Regions from separate parts of the Sus scrofa genome. Here region 2 is linked to region 1. The links are chromatin contacts, called in public Hi-C maps. All regions are on one chromosome and are shown on one strand. Each heading gives the region's core, a stretch centred on a gene start, on an enhancer-like site or on the middle of the called end of the contact. The rest is flanking DNA. Distances are from core to core; before and after follow the strand shown.

What was found. Hi-C and Micro-C count contacts between places; a contact is called where the count stands out from the background.
Region 2: a contact with region 1 is called in a Hi-C map of liver, with 11 times the contacts expected there. The contact joins the promoter of ALB here to the enhancer-like site in region 1. A contact is called at or near these places in 7 of 47 Hi-C or Micro-C datasets (adipocytes, fetal liver, liver and 1 more).

Annotation. Positions count from the first base shown.
Region 1 is chr8:69,587,625-69,594,365 of Sscrofa11.1, reverse strand. No RefSeq gene overlaps it. Among named protein-coding and RNA genes, the nearest start is that of ALB, 52 kb to the left of the region's middle. Within about 2 kb of position 2,900, at least 2 of the 83 cell types and tissues checked have an H3K27ac peak or open chromatin away from gene starts, as enhancers often do. A contact at or near this core is called in liver, where this site is marked.
Region 2 is chr8:69,639,619-69,646,359 of Sscrofa11.1, reverse strand. ALB (albumin) reads right to left here and starts at 2,888. Exons shown (of 15, transcript NM_001005208.1): 1 at 2,771-2,888; 2 at 2,007-2,064; 3 at 1,032-1,164. The coding sequence starts at 2,849.

The DNA of each region.
Region 1 (6,741 bases), core at 1,651-4,150:
TTCTTCCCTCTGTGTGTGTATGTCTCTGTATATAAATTTCCTTTTTTTTGTAAGGAGACCAGTCCTGTTGGATTAAGGTCCTTTCTAATGAACTTCTCTTAGTTTGGTTAAATCTCCAAAGATGTTATTTCCAAATATGATCACATTCTGATGTATTAGGACATAGGACTTCAATATGTATTTAGTTAGTTAGTTATCTATTTATTTATTTATGTTGCTCCCCACCCCTGACATATGGAAGTTCCCAGGCCAGGGATGGAATCTGAGCCACAGCTGTGACCTATGCCATAACTCTGGCAACACTGGATCTTTAACTCACTGTGCTGGACTGAGGATTGAACCAGCACCTCAGCAGCACTTGAGTTGCTTCAGAGACAACACTGGATCCTTAACCCACTGTGCCACAGTGGGAACTCCTCAGTTCATTTTTAAGAGTAAGCTGTGTTTAATAATCATTTTCTCACCTTGATTTAACAACTTTTACTTAAAAGTCTTTCATGTTTGGAGTCCCCATTGTGGTTCAGTGGGTTAAGAACTCCACCAGTATCCAGGAGGATGTGGGTTCAATCCTTGGTCTCACTCAGTGGGTTTAAAGATCCGGCATTGCCGTGATTTGCAACGTAGGTTGCAGAAGCAGTTTGGATATATCATTGCTGTGGCTGTGGTTTAGGCCAGCAACTGCAACTCCGATTTGACCCCTAGCCTGGGAACTTCCATATGCTGCAAGTACAGTCCTAAAAAAAAAAAAAGAAGAAGAAGAAGAAGAAGAAGAAGTCTTTCAAGTCTTTCATGTTTAAAACTTAATCATCCTTTCAGTGACCAATTTATAATTGACTCACAGTTAAACAAAAGTATTTGAAAATTTAACTTTTCCTTTTAGATTTTCTCATTTGAAATTATAATGCACATTACATTATAATATTAAAGGAAACTCAGAATGGAAATTATATATGTACCATGAGTATAATTATATTTTTTAAAGTAGATATATGGGGGAGAGAACGTAAACCAGAAAGCAAAATAATGATATGATTACATTTCTAGAACTGAATCATAGTTTTTCTCTCATTGAAGTTTCCAGATATTCTAAATGTAGTTACAGCACTTCTATAGAACATTATTTTTAAAATAGAAATATATATATATATTCTAAATATATATATATATATATTCTAAGGACTTTCTTGACATAATTGCCTAATCTCTTGTTTTTCATTTCATCCGGTGTCTCACCAAATTACAAATTATTTCCAATATTTACCCAGCCACACAGTGTGTACCAAGAGCTCCACATGGCTTCTTACAACAAAGTTAAAGCAATCTTGTTTCCATTAAACACACTCCATGAAAATTTTCAAAAGATAAATGATGCAAATATATTTTGACAGGGAAACCAAACACTTTAGAATAATTAAATCTCTTATTTTCTCTTTGGAGTATGTGTGAAGGCCCTGTAACATTTTCCAAATGGCAAGAACATTTTGATGAGTATAAAAAGGGGATTGAACAGAGAATTAGGGATCCTGAGTTCTAATTTCTTGTCTGCTCTAAATTGCTTTGTAATTTGATGGTTTTCTAACCTATCTAATTCTCATTCATCATCTGTAAAACCTGAAGATTACCAGCCTGCCTCACATTCCAGTGCTAGTAGGCAGACAAAGTTAGAGTACATTAATGTTATTTTAACATTATTGCTTGTGAATCACAATCGAAAGGCAACTGAAATGATAATTGTGGCAAGTGTCTGATTAGCAGCAATATTAAACAGGCCTAATTCAATTCCACAAGCTTAAAGAATTTCAGAGTTTGAGAGAAAAAAAAAAGTTTAGCAATGAAGTGATAAGAAGAAAATAAGTTGGAAAATAACACAGGGTACTCAAAAGAAAGTCACGGAACTTTTAAGAAACATTATCTTTAATTAACAAAAAAGTTCTACATTAATCTATTAGTAAATTATGTTTGCCCAGATGTCTGGTGCTTTACTAAATTTATGCCCCTAATGGTGGTTTTAGTTGGTGTGTTCTGACATCTTTTTCCAGCAATACATACACACATAGCCTTTTGGTTCATGGGTGATAGTCCTGTTTGCAAACATCTTTGGTCTATTTCAGGGGCTCAGATCCTGCTTGTGAAACAGAATTAAATTAATTTCACAGGTCTTTGACCGCCACTTAGTATGCAGGCTTGTGCAAAGAAAGCTACCCAGTTTCAACAGGGGTCAGGGGTCCAAGAGAATTGCTATTGCTTCTTACAGACAATTATTTAAATGTCTAATGCATACATTTTAAGCAGTGCATAAGCTATAAGACAAGAAATTGACAAGAAATGCATTCATATAAAAGAAAAAATAGCACTTTAAAAATTGTTTCTTTGACTTCTAGGAATCAAAAATATCTCAAGGTAAGTACAACACACATACTAATGATATAAAAATATCTTATTTCCCTAATTATTAAATACCTTAGAAAGAATTAAATGTGAAGATAGGACACATCTAAAAAGAGTGTTTTGCATTGCCTTTGTACACCATTAAGCAATTTGAATTATGTTGTCAGCCAGCTAATAGTTTAACTACCTGTGGCTTTCTTGGTATTTATCCAAATATTTGTTTTTTTCATGTAATGTTCACTCCATGGCCATGGTAGCTTTTAAACATTAAGTTCTTCTACCTTTGGACTTCAGGGCATTAGTAGATGAAAAGCATTTTTACTGTGTTTTATATGAGAGGAAAAATATTCCATAGCAGTTGGATATATGTAATTATAATGAAAAGCTAATATTTACTGAGCACTTATCTTGTGCTAAACCCTATTTTTACAGGTATTATTTCACTTAACACTCATAGAAAAATAGGAAGTTGAGGTTTGGAGAAGTTAAGCAACTTACCCAAGGCCACAGACACAGTAAGTTAGCCAGAACTCAAGCCCAGATCTGACTTAAGCACCTGGCTCCTAGCACTCACCATGCTGTTAGTTCAAGAGCAGCTAACTAAATCTTTCATCAAATGTAGTGTTTCAAGAATGCAATGTAAACTTAGAAAGACCTGAATAGCACAACCTTTTCAGTTCTTCCAAATATAATCATTATTTTACCTATGCCTAGAGCTATAACAAAAGAAGGAGGAGGAAGAGGAGAAAGATAAGGAGGGAGAAAAAGAAGGAATAAATTTTATATTTTTTTCCACTTGAAAATAAAGTTTAAATTCCAAAAATATATCATTTGAATCATAATGATTGGTTCTTAAAACAATTATCTCTCAGCTCCAAACCCATTCTGCTTTTCTGTATTTTGTAAAGCTGGAACAGCGACTATGAAAATTGTATTTCTCTTTTGTCAGCCAATTCCTATTAAAATCTGCCGGAACTTCAGAAGGATATTAGAAGGCAGAAGGAGATCTAATATATTCAATGTAGGTAAGAGCAGAAGTTGATGGAGTATGAAAGATGCAACAGAGAAATTCATAAAATGCAAAATATGGTTCTTTTAAAAACATTAACAAAAATTCCAAGCTTCTGGCACAACTGATCAAGAAAAACAGAGAGAGAGAGAATGTCAAATCTATGGTACTGAGGTATCTGTACCATAAACTAATATAGTATGTCAACCATATTTCAGTTAGAGACAGAATTGGAGCAAAAAAAAAGTTTTTTCACAATCCTCTATCTTTAATATTTCAGTATGATGCATTTGGGGAATCTGACACATTAGACTTCAGATGTTCTCTGTTCATGACAAGTTATCAGTGAGGGAGGAAAGGGGAACCACAGTAATATATTCTCTTCATAAAGATTGTAATTACAATGGAAAGGGGAACATTTTCCATTGCAATTTATTCAAGGTCTTTTAAAAATGTTGTTCAGAAATGGCAGAACACAAATAATAAAGAGTAGAACCCGAAATATTTTACTCAAATTCAATTGTAGTTAATATGCCAGACAAAAACACATACATTGATAGCACTATTTACAATAGCCAAAACATGGAAATAGCTAAATGTGCATCAATAGATGAATAGATAAAGAAAATGTGAGATATACATATATATATATTACTGAATATTACTCAGCCATAAAAAATACTGCATAAAAATATTACTCAACCATAAAAAGGAATGAAATAATGCCATGTACAGCAACATGGGTGTACCTAGAGATTATCATACTAAGCAAAGTAAGTCAGAAAGAGAAAGACAAGCACCGTATGATATCATTTATATGTGGAATCTAAAAGACAACACAAATGAACATACCTATGAAACAGAAACAGACACAGATACAGAGAACACACTTATGGTTGGCAAGGGGGAAGGAAGAATTAGGACTTTGGGATTAGATAAGATGGATAAACAACAAGGTCCTACTATATAGCACAGGGAACTATAGTCAATATCCTGTGATATACCATAATGAAGAAGAATATATATGTACATGTGTGTGTGGGTAGGTAACTGAATAAATTTGCTATACAGCATAAATTAGCACAACATTCTACATCAACTATACTTCAATAAATTTTTTTTTAAAAACAACGTACTTTTATATGCAGGGACAATGCTTTTCAACTTCTTATTTTGATCTAATTTTAGATTTGTAGAATAGTCACAAATATGTACAGAAGTTTTCCATAATCCTTCATCCAGCTTCCCTTATGTTAGCATTTTACAAAACAATAGAATATTTATCATGACCAAATAATTAACTTTGGTATAAGAACTTAGTTAATTAAAGTGCTGAAGTTGTTTGGATTTTACCAGATTGTCCACATTACATTTTGTTGGCACTTCCTCTTAGCTAACTCTAATTTATAACTGTCTTTACTTCTTTTTTATTACTAAAAAATTTTATTGAAAAGAACACACAACCAAAATTACAAGAGATTAAAATAATACTAATGGAGATTTCTGCCTCCAGGCATGATAAACCAAGGGACACAGATCTTAATAAAAACTCTAATGCCAATAGAAAATGGACCACAGGAAAATGTGAGATTATCAGAACATATGAAAGAAAACTCTCACATACATAAAATAGACAAATAGTATAATGAATCTTGGAGGAAGCTGGGACCCAGATTCTGGGGAGAGGATAGCGCTATACATGCTCATATTTCTAGTGGCACAATAAGGCTACTTCTGGGAATATACAAAGAAAGTGGAGGAGTTCCCTGGCAGCCTAGCTGCTAAGGACTTGGCTTTGCACTGCTGCTGCTTGGGTTACTGCTGTGGTTCAGGTTTGATCCCTGGCCTGGGGACTTCCATATGCTGCAGGTGTGGCCTGGGTAAAAGGCCATTGCTATAGCAAAACTGCCATGAACAGACAGCTAACAGAAAGGAGCAAACAAGATTTATAAAATATAAAAACAAATCTATTCAGAGTGATATTGAAAGCTTATGATATTTATGTACAATAGCGTACAAACTTTCTGAATACAATGTGGCAATATATATCAAGAACCATAAAAATGTTATTGCATTTGACATGGTAATCCATGCTTTGTAGTTTATCTAAAGGCAGGATTCAGAGATGTGCCCCAAAATTTTTGCTCATGGTGGTTCAAGATAGTATTAAAACTTAACTACATGGGCAGTTCCCATTGTGACTCAGCAGGTTAAGAACCCAACATAGTGTCCATGAGGATGTGGATTTGATGCCTGGCCTCATTCAGTGGGTTAAGGATCTGGCATTGCCAGGGATGAGGCATAAGTTGCAGATGTGGCTTGGATCTGGCATTGCTTGCTGTGGCTGTGGCGTAGACTGGCAGCTACAGCTAAAATTCAACCCCTAGCCTGGGATCTGCCATATACCACAGGTGTGACTGTAAAAAGAAAAAAAAAAAAAACTTAACTGCATGAACAAACATGTCCTATGCAGATAGGGTCCCCCTTTTCACCAGACTAACATGATACTTACATAAGTAAATCACACCTACATAGACTGTCACAGCTTCTAATTAAGCAATTCCAAAAACACTAAAATTCCCTGTGCCCCCTGCACTCAAATAGAATAGTATCACAATGGTCATTCCAAATGTAAGATTATAAAAATAGTTCCAGAGATTGGCCCAGCAATTCATGCAATACAAATTGCTGATGTCCAATTTAAGCAGCCTAATAAAGCATAATTAAGAAGGTGACAATCATGTATCATCTCACTGGTCAGAATGGACTTTATTAAAAAGTCCCCAAACAATAAATTCTGGAGAGGTATGGAGAAAAGAGAACCCTCCTACACTATTGGTGGGATGTAAATTGGTGCAGCCACTATGGAAAAGAGTGTGGAGACTCTTTAAAAATCTAATCTATATGAGAAAAGAATCAGAGAGAATGGATATGTGTATATGTATGACTGGGTCGCTGTGTTGTCCAGCAAAAATTATCACAGCCTTGTAAATTAACTATACTTCAATAAAACCTTAAAAAAAAAAAACTTAGGTTGCTGTTGTGGTGCAGTTTCATAGCCTGGGAATTTCCACATGCCACAGATGCAGCCAAAAAACAAAAACAAAAACACTAAAAATAGAGCTACTATATGATCCTGCAATCCCACTCCTGGTCACATATCTGGAGAAAATCATACTTCAAAAAGATACATGCAACCCAATGTTCATTGCAGCACTATTTACAATTGCCAAGACATGGAAGCCCTGCAAGTGTCCATCGAAAAATGAATGGATAAAGAAGATGTGGTACATATCTACAGTAGAATGTTATTCAGCCATAAAAAAGAATGAAATAATGCCATT
Region 2 (6,741 bases), core at 1,639-4,138, 52 kb before region 1:
AAGACAAACATCATGTGATATCACTTTTATGTGGAATTAAAATTTTTAAAAAAGGATAAAAATGACCTTATTTGCAGAACAGAAACAAACTCACAGATTTTGAAAAACTTATGGTTCCCAAAGAGGACATGTTGGGGTGAGGGAGAGATAGACTGGGGGTTTGGGATTGGTAAATGCACACTATAGTATATGAAATGACTGGCCAACGGGGTCTGCTGTATAGCACAGGGAATTCTACCCAGTATTCTGTGATAATTCATATGGGAAATGAATCTGAAAAGAATAGATATGTAACTGAATCACTTTGTTGTATAGCAGAAATTATCACAACATTCTAAATCAATTCTACTTCAATAAAACTTTTAAAAAATGAAAAAAAAAAGCCTTGAGGAAGAAGTACATATAGAGAGAAGAAAATCCTTCAGTGATAAATAAAAAATTGCCTTGTCCCCAGAAAGCTAAGTATAAAGCAGTGAGAGAAACATAAACTTACCCGTATATTGTAGATCTATCTGAAAATATCAAAAGTTCAAAGTCCTGATATTTTATGGTATGTAAAAATATGAATGGGGAGTTCTCATTGTGGCTCAGTGGTTAATGAACCCAACTAGTATCCATGAGGATGCAGGTTCCATCCCTGGCATCGTTCAGTGGGTTAAGGACCTGGTGTTGCCATGGGCTGTGGTGTAGGTCACAGACACGGCTCGGATCTGGTGTTGCTGTAGCTGTGGCATAGGCCGGAGGCTACAGCTCCGATTCGACCCCCAGCCTGGGAACCTCCATATGCCATAGGTGCGGCCCTAAAAGGACAAAAACAAAACAAACAACAACAACAACAAAACCAACCTGTGGTTATAGCTAGAACATCTCTGTGACAGAAGAAATAATGGCTCTACCCACTTTTGAGGATTGCTCACAACTATGGTCACTTAGTAATCACCGAGAAAACTAAAAGGGGACTTTTTCCCTTTTAAATGTTCAAGGGTACATAAAAGCAGAAGAAATACTATCCTAAAGCAGAATATACTTACAATTGACTTGTCACAATTTTCAGCTGACTCATCAGCAACACATGTTTTTGCAAACTCAGTTACTTCCCTCACTAATTTCACATGCTCTTCATATGGGCATTGCTGGAGATGCTGAGAAAAGGCAATCAGCACTCTGAAACAAAGGACGTAGAAAATGTAACAAAATTTTAATATACAGTACATTGCTAAGCTAGAAAACAAATTGTGTGTCTGTATATCTATATTTTACACATCTTTCTTACTCTTAGCCAGAAAGCCTGTTCACATTAGCTGTGATCTGAGGCTTAACGAAGTACATGTGGCTTCAGAAGCCAAGGATGTATATTTCCACTATCATGGAAGAAGATGTATCATGTCAGAAGATGCATACACACAGAGCAAACAGGTAAAATGTATTCGAATAGACCTAGTTACTAAGACTGGGACATTACCTAGGCTAACTATTTAAAACAAACAAACAAACAAACAAAAAACCACACACACTCATTTAATCAGGCTGTAGGATGAGATAGACCTTGAAAAATAAACTGTTTTCTCACTATTTATTAGATTAAAAAAATTGAAATTATCTCAAGAAACCACAGAACTATTTGCTAGGGAAAGCGAGTTGTGAACGAATCACATAGCAAAATCCTTCCCCCCATGCAGGCTATACAAGATTTCCAGAGCTACACTGTCCAACATAGTTGCCATTAGCCATAAGTGACGATGTAGATTTAAATAAATTAAAAGTAAATGCTGTTTAAATTTTTGATCCTCAGTTGTACTCGTCATATATATTTAAAGTACTCCGTAGCCACATGTGGCCAATGGCAACTGTCAGACAACACCAATAGAGGATATTTCCACCAACGCAGAAAATTCTACTGGAGGGACTGCTCTAGAATCTCTGATGGCGGGGGAATATGAGGGTGTCAAAATAATAACTGACACTAATAGAAACATTAAATTTGAATCTTCAATATTTTAACTTACAGGCCTTTGAAATATTGTTCTCCCAAATCTTTAAACCGATGAGCAATTTCACTCTTGTCTGGGGAAAAGAGGAGAGAAAAAAAGTTTTGCTTAAATTCTGACGAAACAACCAGTTAAGATAATATTTTTTGTTTCTCTTCATTTGACTTAGGTATTCATTTGCTCCTAGATACTGGGCTCTGATCTTTACAGAAAATCTTAGGACGGTGGTAAATTTCTTCTTTTGCATTTAAACAGAAGAGTTATTTAATTGCCCATGATATTATTTGAAAAACCATTAAAATCATTAAATATTTATGGCTTTCTATTCAAACTTGGATAAGATCTAATGTTCATTTAGTATCTATTACCAGCTACTGAGAGGATGGTCTGAAATGAAAAATATAAATGCAAATTCTTTTTATAAAGTGTTTGTATATTCTTAATATAAACCAAGGTGTAAGGTACAGTGAATAGGCCTTTAGGAATTTGGAATTTTTAATTCTGTCTTCAACTGCACTCTGTGAAGTGTAAGTCACTCTACATAAGCTCCTTCATGTGCAAAAGAAAATTATAGCTACTAAACAATTCTCACTATTTTTTCACCCAGCATGTTAGAAACATATTAATAAGATAACTTCCTAAGGGTTCGCAAATACAAAATATCATAACAGTCTAGAAATAAATGCTAAAGGAAAACTTAATTCATCAAAGATTCAAAGTTTACTGAAACTTTCTTTTACTAGGAAAATAAAAGTTGAACAATAGAAAAATCGAACTCTTACATGTATCTCGACGAAACACACCCCTGGAATAAGCAGAGCTGAAGAGAAAGAGAAGGGAAATAAAAGTCACCCACTTCATTGTGCCAAAGGCTTGTGGGGTTGATAGAAGAGAAAAGGTAGGACGAACAGAGGAAAGTCAGCACTAATATACTTCTTTAACCAATAATTGTAGATTATTAACTAGACTCATTTTTGTATTTCATTGGCTCACAACTGATTACAAAATTCATAGTTTTTTTGCCAAAAATGTGTTTGACTAAATCCCTTGCGTATGTTTGCCGTCTGGATCTGTTTTCTCCACAAGACCTTGTCAATTCATTAAAGTTATGTAAAACACCTTATCAAATTTTACATAAGAGTTTAAACGATTTGTACTATTACCATGATCTCTATCTGTGGTTTACCATTTGAACGTGTTAGTTTTCAAAATTTGCAAAAATTTAAGCAAACCAGTGACTTAGCTTGGAAATAAGACATGTTAAAAGAGCTAAGCTCTGAATTGTATCTATTATTAATTCCAAGTATGCTTTTATTGATAAGTAGTGAAAATGCATACACACATGGGTGTGTGCATGCATGCATGCATGCATGCACGCATTCGAGGGCTTCCATGGCTTTTCATTCTTCTGAAACTGTTCTGTCAAAAAAACCAGTGTCTCAAATGCAAACTAAGAAAAAGTCATAGCAACAATAACAACTAAAACGGATGTTGAGAAGTCCTACATTTTTACCTCAGCTCTGGCCCACTGGTGATTCAGGCTCTAGAGTAAAGTACTTAGAGGCAGTATGGTACCTCTCATGGAGATATGGGGAAGAAAATGGACACAATGGCAGCAGTGGTAATCTTTTCTATCATGATATACACAGGGCAGGCTGAGCCTGATTATATTAGTGGTTTTAAGAATCCTAGACCTTCTTTACCAGGCATTATATTCTTTCCATCCCTATTTCACATTTTTCTTTCTTTCTCGCTTTTACTAAAAAGGAAAGTCACATGCTCTTCTTCAATGTTATTTTAAATTTCGAAATAAATTTAACTTCATGTCTAAAAACAAAGATAATTTTTCAAAAATGTTCTTTCGAACTTCCTTCCTTACTTTTCCCACCCCAAATTCTGATCTCTGCCTCTGAAGGACTATTCTCTCTCTGCCCTTTTGCTCTAAAGATGAAGAACTATGGATTTCATGAAGCTCCCTGGTGGTGCAATGGGTTAAGGCGTTTCCACAGCTGTGGCACTGGTTGCAGCTGCAGCACCCGTTAGATCCCTGGTCCAGGAACTTCCACATGTCATCGACACAGCCAAGAAGAACTACGGATTTCAATCAAAAGAAAAAGGAAAACTAACCTCCTCTGATACTTTGATACTACAGAACAATAATTAGTATCAAGCCAGTCATTTCAGTTAATTAAATAACCAAGTCAATCAAACTGTCAGCCATGTCACTCTGTGGCACATATGGCACAGACACAAGTAAATACTTAAAAGAAGTATTATTTTTCCTATTCAGTCATATGATGAAAGAAATTTATTTTCTATGACTTTTTTTTTTCACTTCTCAGGTATGGGTACTAATTAAATAGTCAAGCACAAAAGAGGAGATGATAGGAAAGCAGGCAATAAGACAATATTTTGATAGATTACAGAGGTAGATAATACAAACAGATAGATGATTAGCTACCTAGCTAGACAGAGCTGATAGATTTTTTTTTTTTAATGGCTCCATAAATAACAGAAATAGACTTGTCTTTCTGGGCACAGCTGAACAGAAATAAGTGAATGTCTGTCTATGGAATTTTTTCCATTGGAGAAAATCATTTTTTAAAGCCTAAAATCCAATACTAGAAGAGAAAAAAGGCAGCTATTCTAATTTTCTAAATTTAAAAAAAAATTATATCAACTTTGAGCTTCTGAGAAAAAGGCATCTTTTATTTGAAGTCAGTGTTCCTCATGAGTCCTCTGGGAAGGCTTTATTAAATACGCAGTCCTTATCCTTGGATATAACTGTATTACTAATTCACAGAATCAGGCTTTTGTCACTCACACATATACTTCGTGCATATTTTTTATTTGACAAATGAAAAGAAAAATATTAGTCTCTCCACCTACTTTGCACTGCAATTGTAATAAAATGGTAAATACAGAAAACCCCCCAAATCAAATTCATTACAATTTTAGAAACTTAAAATTGATATTCTTATATTTAATGAAGATCACAGAGTTTTCAAATATAAAACTGAAAACACCTGAAAGGTTATTTCCTTATATCTGGAATCTAATATACGACACAAATGAAACTTTCCACAGAGAAGAAACTCATGGACTTGGAGAACAGACTTGTGGTTGCCAAGGGGGAGGGGGAGGGAGTGGGATGGACTGGGAATCTGGGGTTAATAGATGCAAACTATTGCATTTGGAATGAATAAGCAATGAGAGCCTGGTGTATAGCACTGGGAACTATATCCAGTCATTTGTGATGGAGCATGATGGAGGATAATGTGAGAAAAAGAAGGTATATATGTATGTGTGACTGGGTCACTTTGCTGTACAGTAGAAAATCAGGAGAAAACTATAACCAACTATAATGGAAAAAATAAAACTCATTTTAAAAAAGAATGTTTCCTGTGAATAGCATAATGAAATTTCTGTGTATGTATCTTTTTTAAAGATTAGCAGATGGTTGAGAAATTAAAATATTTAATTCTTAACACTATCTGCTTTAAAATTATTAACTTTTAAGAAACCCTTGAATATTTGCATCTTGTAGGTTCCCAAAGTAAGGGTACCTACATTTTTCTTCTATTAATTCTGAGTATATATTCTAAACTGAGATGAATAAAATTACTTAATTGTTGTTTATTTCTAAGTATTCTGTTCTTCAAGATTTTAAACCCTTGTATTTAGTTAGTCACCTAAGGAATCTGGCACAAGAGTAAATGTGAATATTTAAACCAAGAGTTTTAAATATGACTTATAGAAACTACTTCTAAATAAATAGGAAACTAGCTCCAATAATTTTTCAATGTGTTCCTAATTTTATGGGAGAAGTTTAAAGAGAGAGTAGTTAAGAAGATTACTTCTTATGGAAAGAGTTAATTATATGCTGATCATTTAGAAGAGAAAAAAATACCTCAGTTGAAATATTTTATCCCCTTGTCCTTCATTTTTTGCATTCATTTTGACAGGAAAGAAAAGGCACAGATTTGAAGCAGATGAAGTATCTCTTGGACCAGTCCCCCACTTCCTTGCCATCCTAATCAAAAACTTAAACCTATACCCTCCTGCTACCTTCGGGATCCCTGCAGCTTCCACCAAGTCATTCAAACCAGGTTTCCCTCCATTTGTCCATTTTCCTTCTTCAACCTTTATGCCATCTCCTTCTGTAATAGATTATTACTTCTGGGTTGCCTTCAGTTAGAAATCAAGGGAAACATATGCATTAAAATGGGACAACAATGACTGATAATAGCCTCAGTATTACAACACAGACTTTCTAGAAACATTTAACCCAAAGTCACTCCAAAATGTGGGAAATTTGGATTTATTTGGAGGGAAATTTAAACAGAAAAATCGTTTCTTAACATTCTTCCTATTATGCATGGGACATATGTGTGGATGTCCACATATAGGTAGGATAGATCTTATTTATCATTGAAGAGCCTGGACTGCTTTCTAAAAACACAGAAGGATAGAAAAGTGAAAGAGTATTAGGCATCAAACTAATTGAAATATGGTAAGCAATTTAATTTCTTATTCACTTATGAAGATACATTTCCCATTAATAAAAGAAAATAAATTGTCCAAATTGTGTGAACAATATAGGCATTTCTAATGCAAACATAAAATTTGTAATGTAATTCAAATATCAATTGTCCCTTCACAGCCCTCCATAAACACTTGCATTAGTGAGAAAAATCTTTTTTTTTTTTTTTTTTTTTTTGGCCTTTTGTCTTTTTAGGACCACACCCGCGAC